Regions from separate parts of the Anas platyrhynchos genome. Here region 2 is linked to region 1. Evidence: chromatin contacts called from public Hi-C data. All regions are on one chromosome and are shown on one strand. Each heading gives the region's core, a stretch centred on a gene start, on an enhancer-like site or on the middle of the called end of the contact. The rest is flanking DNA. Distances are from core to core; before and after follow the strand shown.

What was found. Hi-C and Micro-C count contacts between places; a contact is called where the count stands out from the background.
Region 2: a Hi-C map of subcutaneous adipose tissue shows a contact between it and region 1, with 4 times the contacts expected there. The contact joins two enhancer-like sites. A contact is called at or near these places in 3 of 8 Hi-C or Micro-C datasets (F1 follicle, liver and subcutaneous adipose tissue).

What each region holds. Positions count from the first base shown.
Region 1 is chr2:62,657,256-62,662,557 of IASCAAS_PekinDuck_T2T, reverse strand. It overlaps LOC140001897 (a long non-coding RNA gene), which reads right to left. Exons shown (of 3, transcript XR_011807625.1): 2 at 86-335. Among named protein-coding and RNA genes, the nearest start is that of CARMIL1, 9.6 kb to the left of the region's middle. Within about 2 kb of position 3,122, at least 5 of the 8 cell types and tissues checked have an H3K27ac peak or open chromatin away from gene starts, as enhancers often do.
Region 2 is chr2:62,837,077-62,842,378 of IASCAAS_PekinDuck_T2T, reverse strand. CARMIL1 (capping protein regulator and myosin 1 linker 1) reads right to left here. Exons shown (of 38, transcript XM_072034847.1): 34 at 5,238-5,302; 35 at 743-821. Among named protein-coding and RNA genes, the nearest start is that of SCGN, 17 kb to the left of the region's middle. Within about 2 kb of position 3,273, at least 1 of the 8 cell types and tissues checked has an H3K27ac peak or open chromatin away from gene starts, as enhancers often do.

The DNA of each region.
Region 1 (5,302 bases), core at 1,873-4,372:
TCTGGTTTGCTAAAGTGGGACAGAAACTGTCCTTGCCATTCATCGTGGCCCTTACAGGGTACAGCAGGGAAGCAATTGTCCTCACCTCGCAGTCCAATTGGGTGTTGTGCTCTTCAGTGAAGGAGAAGGAAGATTCACCACATCAGCAGAAGTTCATCACATCAGTGGAGCAGCTTTTTAGTGCAGACATTTGCTTTTCAGGGGCTGGGCACGGTTGTTGGCATGGTTTATTTCAGGTTGATACAGGGTGCTCAGAGGACTTCTTCGGTGCAATGAAATCACCAGACATTTTGCTGGAGAGTCAACAATGCCAAGGCAGAGGTGCCAAAGGAGCTCTACGAGAACAGCAGAAGGAAAAACACTTGTAAAATTCCTGAGATAAACCACAGATGTGACAAGGTCCCAGAAGGGAAGACTGTGTTGCAACTCCCTGCTACCCCACCAGCAAAACACTCTTCACTTTCATTCCTCTAAGTCGTAAACTGCCTTTGAAAATACCACAATCTTACTGAATGTATAGGCTATTAAAAAAAAGAACTACTCCAGAAAATCATCAGTGAATTGCAAAATACGATTTTAAGAATAAATATTTGCAGTTTATAGTTTCCATCTCACATTTTGATCTGTTACAGACACCTCTCAGCTAGGGCAGCAGAAACAAGACTGTATTATCTAGGTCAGGACATAGAAATGGAAAATACAGAACCCTATAGCTGGGTGTAACATTCGCAATTTGCTATCTGCACTTTTCAGTCAGTGACATAGGTCAAATCATGTCATTTCTGCTCCCCCTCTGGACGATTTGCATAATAAAGCAGCACAACAAGGACAGCGTATTTCACAATCAGCCTGAAGTTTGCTTTTAGCATACGAGCACCAGTTCTAATCAAGTTCAAGTGCTCAAATGATCTCTGAAAACAATTATGGAATGGTTACTCCCATGGTGGACTCAAAACCTGCTCATGGATTTGATTAGAGATTTTTGGAAGCATTTTCCCCTGTCACCAGCCTTGGCTGTCATTTCCTCTAACGCAGTTTCTCAAAGCACAAATGTATTGGTTTATTATGATTATGTACTGTAAAACAAAACAGCATTGAGGATGACTTTGGGTATTTATTTTTTTTTCTTCTTCATTTCTACAGAAAGAACGTAGCAGATTTTAGCAGCCTTCAGTCCACTCCAAGTGGCTAATTTACTGTTCAGAACAGGTTTTTATTACCCTTTCTTCCTTCCCTGCCTCACTGCACAAGTGCTCTCCTCCTTTTTTTTTTTTTTTTCCCCTTCTTCTCCAACTTGTTTCTTTTGGTTCCTTTCGCTGTGTATTATCTGCTGCTGGCAGTAATCTTAGCTCTTCAAGTGACAGCAAAATTATGAGGTGCTCAGTACGAGATGACAATTTTCTTCCCCTCATTCTAATTCATTTGCAGCCCCATCAAGGAATCAGCGTCATCTTTTCAGCGCGTTAACAGCTCTCTGCTGATAGAAAGCATTAGCTCCACATTCTTCAGCAAGAGGTCAAAAGCGAGTTTTGTTTTGTAACAACCCATTAAATTTTGTGCTTTGGAAAATTCCATTGCTCCCCTATGTCAAATACCTAGGCTGTTACTTCAGTTAACACGCAGCAGAAGAGGAGTTCGCTGGGAGATACTGAATGAGTCAGGCAGCAGAGAGTATTTCCTAGAGAGGATTGTGGTTTACCACTGTCCATGACCAGTTTATTATTATTTAGCCTACTCTTAAGAAAGCCTCTTGGTTTCTGTGCACACAGAGGCTCCTGAGATCATTTTATTACCTTAAACAAAAGCAATAGCTAGATGTTCCTGTAGCTTTCTACAAAGAAGTAGCTTCCTTGTAGGACACCTGGGTCACTGTTACACACACTCTCATTTACAATCAGCATGACAGAAGCCTAAAATCTTTGTCATACTACCTCCATTAGATTATTTAGTGTGTTTCTGATGGGTATACAGGCAGATTACAGATCTGACTGTAAGCATGTGGCAGATTGAGGGGTCCATAGGAAACGAGGAGCCATGCTGGCTGCCACCAAGGTCCCCAGGCATTGGAGCGGAGCTGTGCTGACCTGCTCCATTCAAGGCAGCACGAAGGAAGCAGCAGTGCTGCTCCGTGTACTGCAAGCAGACAGATGGTCCCCTGTTTTTCCTACCACTCTTTCAACTGCAGCACATTGAAACACAAAGGGTAAAGCTTGCAATAACTCAAAAGCAAAATCTGGAGAGTGACAGCTGGAAACAATCTTCTTAAAAATAGCCCAAACAGTAAGCTGGCGGTACAATATACATACTGCAATACTTGCACACGGGGCTGGAAGGAAGCAGAGGTAGCATACTGTGGTTTTGGCTGAAAATAAAAGTTGAGAAGCTAATTCAGCATTCAGCTCGGCACAGTCAGGGCCGTGGTGGAAAAACCAGCAGGGCACCTGGGCTCTGCAGCAGTGATAGCAGGATGCCCGAAGGACAGGATTTGGAAAAGAGAAACCTGTTTTTTTTTTTGTTTGTTTGTTTGTTTTTGTGGGAAAAGGTGGGCTGTTTATTATAGACTGAGACAGTTCAGATATCAGGGAAAGAAAGAAAAAAAAAAAAAAATATATATATATAATTTGAAAACATTGAGATGCAGCATTCTTCTACCCCAGCTGCAAACAGAGTGGCCACAAGACCAATACGGCTTCCTCCCAACCCAGTGGAGCAGCCAGACCTGTCCGAGGGCAGTGCTGTAGGCATGTTCCCCAGCAAGCTAGCAGCTCCACCAGCCTGTACTTTATTGCTGCTGCTCTGGGAGTAGCTGTAGCTATTTTCAGTTCTGCATCAGATGGCATCTGAAATTAATGTTGTTTAATAAGCAGCAAAATGAGCGTTGTCAGCATGTCAGTGTGAACACAGACACACGTAGACCTTTAGCAGATCTTAGTTGTGCTTTACCTACACATAGAGGCACTCTTCAGATTTTATCCTATGTCTGTCCTGATCTGATTTATTTATACAACCCTGATTCAACAAAAAGAGGGGAAAAACGGCCACAGACACAAAGGATTCACTCCTCCTCACTCTTCCCAGTTGCACACACCCAACCGACTCATTTCCTTTCTCAGCAAAGGAATTGGGCCCTTGTGATGCAGTGTTTCCATAACAAGGAAAAGTTTTGTTCAGCCACAAAACCTTCGCCTCAGTGTTGGAGAAAGTGTGCCAGATGTCCTTGCCACATGCAGGAAGGAGAATCGCTCAGGGACTAGTGCACAACACACGAGTTAGCTTGAGGAGATGCAACACGCTAGAGCATTTAATGCAATATATGCCACAGCTTTTAATGCAATGAATTCAGTATGTAATGGGCCTGCTGAGCTGTGAGGCAGCAAGAGACACTCAACCCTTCAAGCACAGACACTGTAGCCAGATAGGGGAAGAGGGAAATGTGAGGGGCTGGAAGTAGCCTGGTGAAGCCCTCTGCATTCACTGTAATGTTTACGCAAATTAACCCAGCAGCTTTTTGCTTCATCAGATTAAGGAGCCTCCTTGCTTTTACCAAGGACACTAAATTATATATTTTTTTCCCTCATTCCCTTTGAAGTCCCATCTAGTTGTTATTATTTCCCTTGCTGAACTGCAGCTCTGTGCTCCCCAGAGACCCTTCAGAGTTTGCAGTGTTTACCATCTAGTGATGATTTCCACATGAAACACGCTTGGGTTCAAGGAGAAAGTGTTTTTCTTGAGCTGCCAACTCAGCCCAGTCTCCAGCAGTTGAGCTGGATTTCTTCCACCTTATGCATCATCACTGGCAATCAAGGGACCTGCGGGCAAGCTCCAGATCCTGGTTGCACAGCCATCAGCTGATGCTCTCAGCAAAGGGACTATTTTGCAGTGGACTGGACAAGAAAAGTTTTCTTCCCTTTCAGTTTTTTGCCAACCCAGGAAAGAGTCCTCAGAGAGACAAAAATGCCTCCCTAGTCCCCAGAAAACAACGTGACACCATAGAGTGTAAATTCATGCATATTCGCACACTACTCAACACTTACTCAGAGTCAAAAAAATATAGCAGAATAGAAACAAGCAGTTGAAACCAACACTAAAACGCACGTGGAGTGTAATGTGTATTTTCCCTCTTGGGCAAATCAGTGCTGTACTCCCATGCTAGTACTTAGGGTGAACACGTGCATGCAGGACTGCTACTCAGAGCAAATGATGCTCACCACATGAACCTGCAGGGAATACAGTGTCCATTAGCTATGGTAGAATTGAAAAATATCTTTGATATATTTCAGTTGCTCCTTTAGGATTTCTGAAGACAAAATGCTGTATAAACAGCATCAGTTGGCAAAAGGCTATTTCGTTATTAAAGCACTGTTGAAAACCTGGCTATGAGACATTTAGATGGTGCCAAACTTTTTAAAGGCCTTCCTGTCCCATTTATTTTTTCCTCACTGTTTTGTTCTGTGATTTGTTATTCAGAAGTGTTAGGTGTTTCTGGACATGTCTCTAAAGTTCTCATTTTTTCTGATATTTTTCACGTTTGTTAAATATAAATATGTTCAGGAGAGTACAGCTACTTAATATCTCATTGTAAAAATATAACAACAGAATTGAGTTTTGATTTAATCTATTTATTAGCTAAGTAGGTGCAGCTGCTCATTGAATATTACAAAGCATACATGAGATGTCCTTACAAGATGAAGGGAGATTTTGCAGCTGAGGGCTATATTCATCCTTTCAATCTACTGCCTTTTCATTTTCTATTTCCTCAATTGCCATTGCTCCTGGAAGAGCTTAAAACTTGCTACAGTTCTACTTCAGAGAAATGTACCAGCCATTAGTTCTTCTTGTGAGTAAGGATTGACACCTTGTGGCCAGAAAGTGTTAGAGAAAAAATAATCCTATTACATTTTGATCATCCAGCCATTCTTTCCCTGTAGACCAAGGTTTTCTTTAACCATTGTTTATTTAGGTTTTAAAGAGTCACAGAAATATCAGACTAAGGTGGCTTTGTGCTCTTTCCTGAGTGTTTTTATATGGTTAAGTATGATTGAACTTCCTTTCTTCCAGGGAGAGAAAAACCTTTGGACCATTTGCTTCTCCAGCAGCTAGATAGGGGATTTCTGTTCCAGCCAGACTCAAGGGTCATCTCACCAGGAGATTTGCACCCAGTCCTTTGAAGGATATTTTTACTCCACTGAAAATATTTTCAAGATGTGGGCAAGCACACCTGGTGTGATCTCAGACTGGAAATTGCTGAGACTGTCAGCCATGGGTCCCCCCTGCCCATTTGAGACCAGGTTTCAGGCTGGAA
Region 2 (5,302 bases), core at 2,024-4,523, 180 kb before region 1:
AATAGCAAAGAGCAGCCTTGGAGAGCTCTCAAGCAAAAGTGGTAAAGAAAGCACTGCCATTCCAGGGCCCAGCACTACAGCCTGACAAGAGCCCTCAGCCAGTACACAGCAGGCCTAGCTGGAGAGTGATTCAGTGCTGTAAGTACCAAGTTTATTTAAGTATTTTCTGCATGCAGGCAGCATCCCTGGGCCTCCACAGCTTTGCAGACAGCCCTGATTTTGCTCAAGCCATTTAAAGCCTGGGAAAAGCCAACCTCCATTGCCTGTGAGATGTGTTTTCTGATAACCAGAAGCTGGGACTACTCAAGCTGGTACCCACACTGACTACTATTAACCTTGCAAACTGGTTGTACTGAGGTCTTCAGATGTATTCAGGAGTTTCACTTTGTGTGCAGATATTTTTGCTGGCTCCTGGGTTCAGCTCTAGCTTTGCCAATTCTGTTACAAATCACGACCCATTAGAAGGAGCCTGAGGCACATACACCGACTCCTTTCCCTCCTTTGCAGCATGAAGCACAGGAGTAAAACAACCAGCCATCAACACAGCTCTCGAGCTGACTTGACAAGCAGCACTGTCAAACACAGTACAAAAGCAAGCTTGTTTTTAATCTTGTTCACTTAGCGTAAGTTCGTGTTTTGCTTAAGCAATTGTTAGGTACATAATTCGAGGAGGAAGGAGTGATTTTGAACTTTTGTTTTTTTTTTTCCAGAAAGAGTTTATACCAGGAAACCCAGACTGTACCTGTACCGCTTCCATCCAACCGTTCTGAGCTCATCGCTGTGTCAGAAGACTCCCTGGAAGCTGTGTCATTTCCAAGTTTCTGAAAGAATGATAAAAGGTCTCATGTTAATAATAGATCTATGATTAATACAACTTGGTGGTTCTGTTAGAAAAAAAGCACTGATTTGGAAACCCTAAGGCAAAAAAAAACACTGTGCAAGTACTGACGCTGAATGCACTTCCTTGTTTATTCTCCATGTCCTGGAAATCCAAGTGGAAAATAAATTACACTGAATTGATCACTAGCATTGATGCCTAGCAAAACTGCAGTGACACATTGCCTCCTAAGTGACAGGTCTACTAATGTACAGGAATTGAAACTAATAAAGTCTTTTCTCCAAAGACAGCTTCATATTTAAACATTTTTCATTTAGATTTAAAAGGAAAAGTATTTTTTCCAAAGATCTGCATTTTGAATGTAAGACTGCTATGGATGGACCTTATGCTCTTCCACGTACAAAAATAACTTTGTATTTTAGATAAGCTTACAACTCCAGAAGTAGCAGCACTCATGTATTTACAGGATTGTTTTAAAAACAAATAGATCTTATTATTAAAAAGTGTTTAAAGTGACACATCACAAAGGCTGCTGGATTTTCACCACCTCTAAAAAAAGGGAGAGTTCTTGTCCTTTGGAGCTTACGACCCAAAGGTATCCTATTTGTAGGTAAAAATTGGACAACAGAAAGGCAGGAAGGAAGAGAACAGTCACAGTAGCAGGAGCACAGATTTAGACTGAAATAGTATTGTAAGTATAAACATAAAGGAGTGATGTCTAAATATGCTGTCCATGTGTCTTTCCCCTGTGGTGGTAATTCAGCAAATTTAGGAGAAGCAGATTTTGGGGGGTGATAGAGAAAACAGCATGGTTGGCCTTACAGATTTATGGATACCTCCATTTTGCTCATATATAATCACACAGCTCCTAAAACAAAGCGACTCTTTAATGCAACAAAGAAAAGGATGGAGGTGCTGAATGCCTGCAATTCCTGTATAGGATGTGTCTGTCTTCCTATCTCTCCTCTAAGGATAGGTGCATGCTTAAATGGCACACTGCATTAAGGAGGATGCAATTAGAATCAAAATAAAACTTCCTGTCCTGTAAAATTACCTTGACACCATGCAGCAATCCAGTCTAAGGGATTGTACTACAGGTTTTAAGTATGAAGTCATCTGTATGTTAAAAACCACATGTAAGCAAAACAAATTGTTTTCCCATCAGAAGCACTCTAGAAACACGATGACTTGAAGAGCTAGAGTTGTAAGCTACATTGCCTGTATCAACAAAACAAAGTCCCATCCAAATCTAGCAGGAATGTTATGCTTTGTACCACTAGGTGAGAGCTCCAGGTTTATTTTTATTCCCATTTCTTGTCTGTCAATGGCATTTTGGCTCAATTCTCACCTCTCTACCTCCTAAAATTAGGTATTTCTTTGTAAGACAATCTTGGCTACATATTTTTGAAGGGAATGCCACTCTCCATTTACTGGATCTTTTTCCCATACCTTAGCAAACGAACTCTTTGACAACTGAATTACTAACAATTTTTTCATGGAATATGAATTCTCATGAACTTTCACCAAAATGATTTTTCTAGGTACATATTGAAGATATATGCTAAAGGTTTAGCTACAGTAAGTGACTTTAAGAGAGCTTTAGGACAATATGAAAACTATTTTTTCTATAACTTCCCTCTCTAGTTTTGGGATTGCTGGGGAAATACTACCACATACAGAGACAAACACAAAAGCCAGTGCTGGCATTTAATGCAGTACTTTAAAAATGCAATGTCAGCATGTTTGGCTAACTAGTGTACACACATTACAAACTGCTTACAGTCCTGAGACAACACTAAGCACTGACTGCAAAAATATACCCTGAGAAGCTCTCAGTCATGTCAGATAAATGCAGGGAAATTTATCATGCAGATAAATAGTGACCAGGCTCTACTTTTATATGGAACTTTTTATATGTGCAGGATTGGGAAATACTTCTGTTGGGTGCAACAGCAAGTGAATAAGCAGGTTACAAATGAGCTTGTCTGCTCCTAGGTCTTGCTCAAGGTATTTAAAAATGCAGCCTGTAAACACTAGATGGGGCTAAAAGATCTTTTTAGGCATGCCTAGCAGTTACACTAATTGCACATATTTATCTCCACCATTAATGCCAATTCTCACGTTGTATTCTAAGCAAAAGAAAACAAAAAAGCATTTACCATCTTTCCATCTACTGTGCACCTGCTCATCACTTGTATCTGTAACAAGATTGCAGGAGGGTATGAATGGAATAGTAAATTCCTTCTGGCTTTGTTTTCACGTAAAAGTACTCAGAATATAAGCAGCCATCTGTACCTTAAAGGAAAATACAATTTTCTGTGACTCTAGAATTCTGATAAATTTGAAGATATTAGGGAAGTTGGTGTCATATCCATCCTAAGCAATTTCACAGTAGTGGGATGCTTTCTTCTGCAGCTCAACCATCAGGATACTGTATGATTTGCAGCTTCAGGAATGTCATAAATGGAAGTGCAAAACTAAACCGGCTGCTGTTGCAATCTAGGATGAAGTACGTGAAAAATTCTTTTGAACAGCAGTTCAATTTTCTGTGGTGGGGGCAACATTAAGAAATAGCTAGTCACTACCCTGCCATGTAGAGATTCCTATTTCAATTCAGCTTTCTTGTTATTATTAAAAACAAAATAAATTAAAAAAAAAAACAAACACAACCCCAAATGACCTACTTTTGCATTTTTATAAATATCAACTTTTGCAAAACAGAATAAAAATAAATAAAACCTCAAAGGGTGAAAAACATAATACTGGGAAAAGGTAACAGTCTTCCTTTTGGATAGCTGAAATTCAGGTTTTCAATCAATGCTGTGAAAGCTAATCAATGGAAGCAGACTTTTACTCTCTCCACTTTCAAAAAAAAAAAAAAAAGTATGCCTGCTAACAGTCTACCTCAAACACATCACCCCAGATGGGACTAAATTTAGAGGACAAGTGTTAAGAAATTGAAGAGCACCAAGTAAACCATTTATGCAATTATATAAATATATATATATATATTATCTGGTGTAAGCCAGTGTTTTATGCAGACTGTAACAGTCTTATTTACAATCATCTAGCATTTTACTTGAAAACTTGGTGTCTTAGAAATCAATGAGACTATTCATGGGCACTACTTGGCACCAATCAGAAAGGTGGGAATAGGTCATTTCCTTAGAAAAATCGTTTTTGTGCAGAGGATCACTTTAACGAGCACATAGCTTATTAGCCATATGCTGAGGTCTTCTTATTAAGACCTCAGGGTTTGCAGCAATAGTTCAGACATGACAGCAAGTACTCTAAGAGTGAGAAGAGATGTAAAAATAACATTTGAGTGTCTTGCTCAGATCCAGTTAGGTAACTGTGCAGAATTTTAAAGGAAAACATGGCAAAGCTTGCAGATGAGTTTTGCCATGAAGTGACGTCTTCCAAATTGTTGAGGGTAAATGGTGAGGAATGGACAGCATGCCAGAGAGGAAGAGAGAAGGAGGAAATCACTGATCCTTTGGTAACTTTAGGACATGAGAACTGCAGCTGGGAGGAAACAGGGTCTGACAGTGGTAAGGTCAATGGGAAATGGGCATCAGGCAAAATATTTTGGCACAAAAAGCTTTGGAGTTACACGAGGATATTACAACATGAGGATAACATGAAGATTGTGGAGAATAGGTCGTGTATTTTTTTAAATGTGTTATTGTTTTGAGTGTTAGTACTTGAAACACAGAAAACCAAGGTATAAGAATAATTAGGTGTGGTACAAAAGGACATAAAATTAAGAAATGTAACAAAAAAAAAACCATGAGCTGAATAGCTATAAACAGTGTCTGGAAACCAGATTTACTTCACCGCATGGGATATGTAATTTAAAATATGACACATCTCTCCAACTTGCTACATCACCTTCCAAAAGAGAAGTGTGTAGTTAACTCTGCCAAACACCTGAGGGTACAGTGTGCAGGGCACCACAGTAAACACTTGTTTCTGGCTTTATGCTAAGCATGCTTCCATTACATTTGAGCAAACCACACATCATATAGAGTGCAGACATCCAAACTGTGCTCACTAGTTGCTCCCAAATTACTCTGTAATATGTGCAAACAGTTACGTGTCCTCTACTGTGCTTGTGGTGGCCTGACATCAAGTGCAAGAGCTGGCTTTGCCTCCTCTGCACAAGGAGAAAAAGTGCAGGCTTAAGGGCATGTCTTCTCCTGTGTGCTGCCTGGTCCATTCATGTTCAACCACCCCAGCCAGCACTGAACAGTCCTCCTTCAAGAGCTCTGTAACCCCTGGTGGAAAGCAGGGTTGATGTGACAAGCCCCAGCCACCAGCCCCTGCAGCCCCTCCCCTGGAGACACCTAGCTCTCGTCCATTTTTTACAACAACTCAAGAGAAATCAAACTGCCTTCACCTTCTGAGCAGAGGCTGCTCTCTTCTCCTGCTTGGCTTTCATTTCTGCGAGAAGTCCACTGCCCA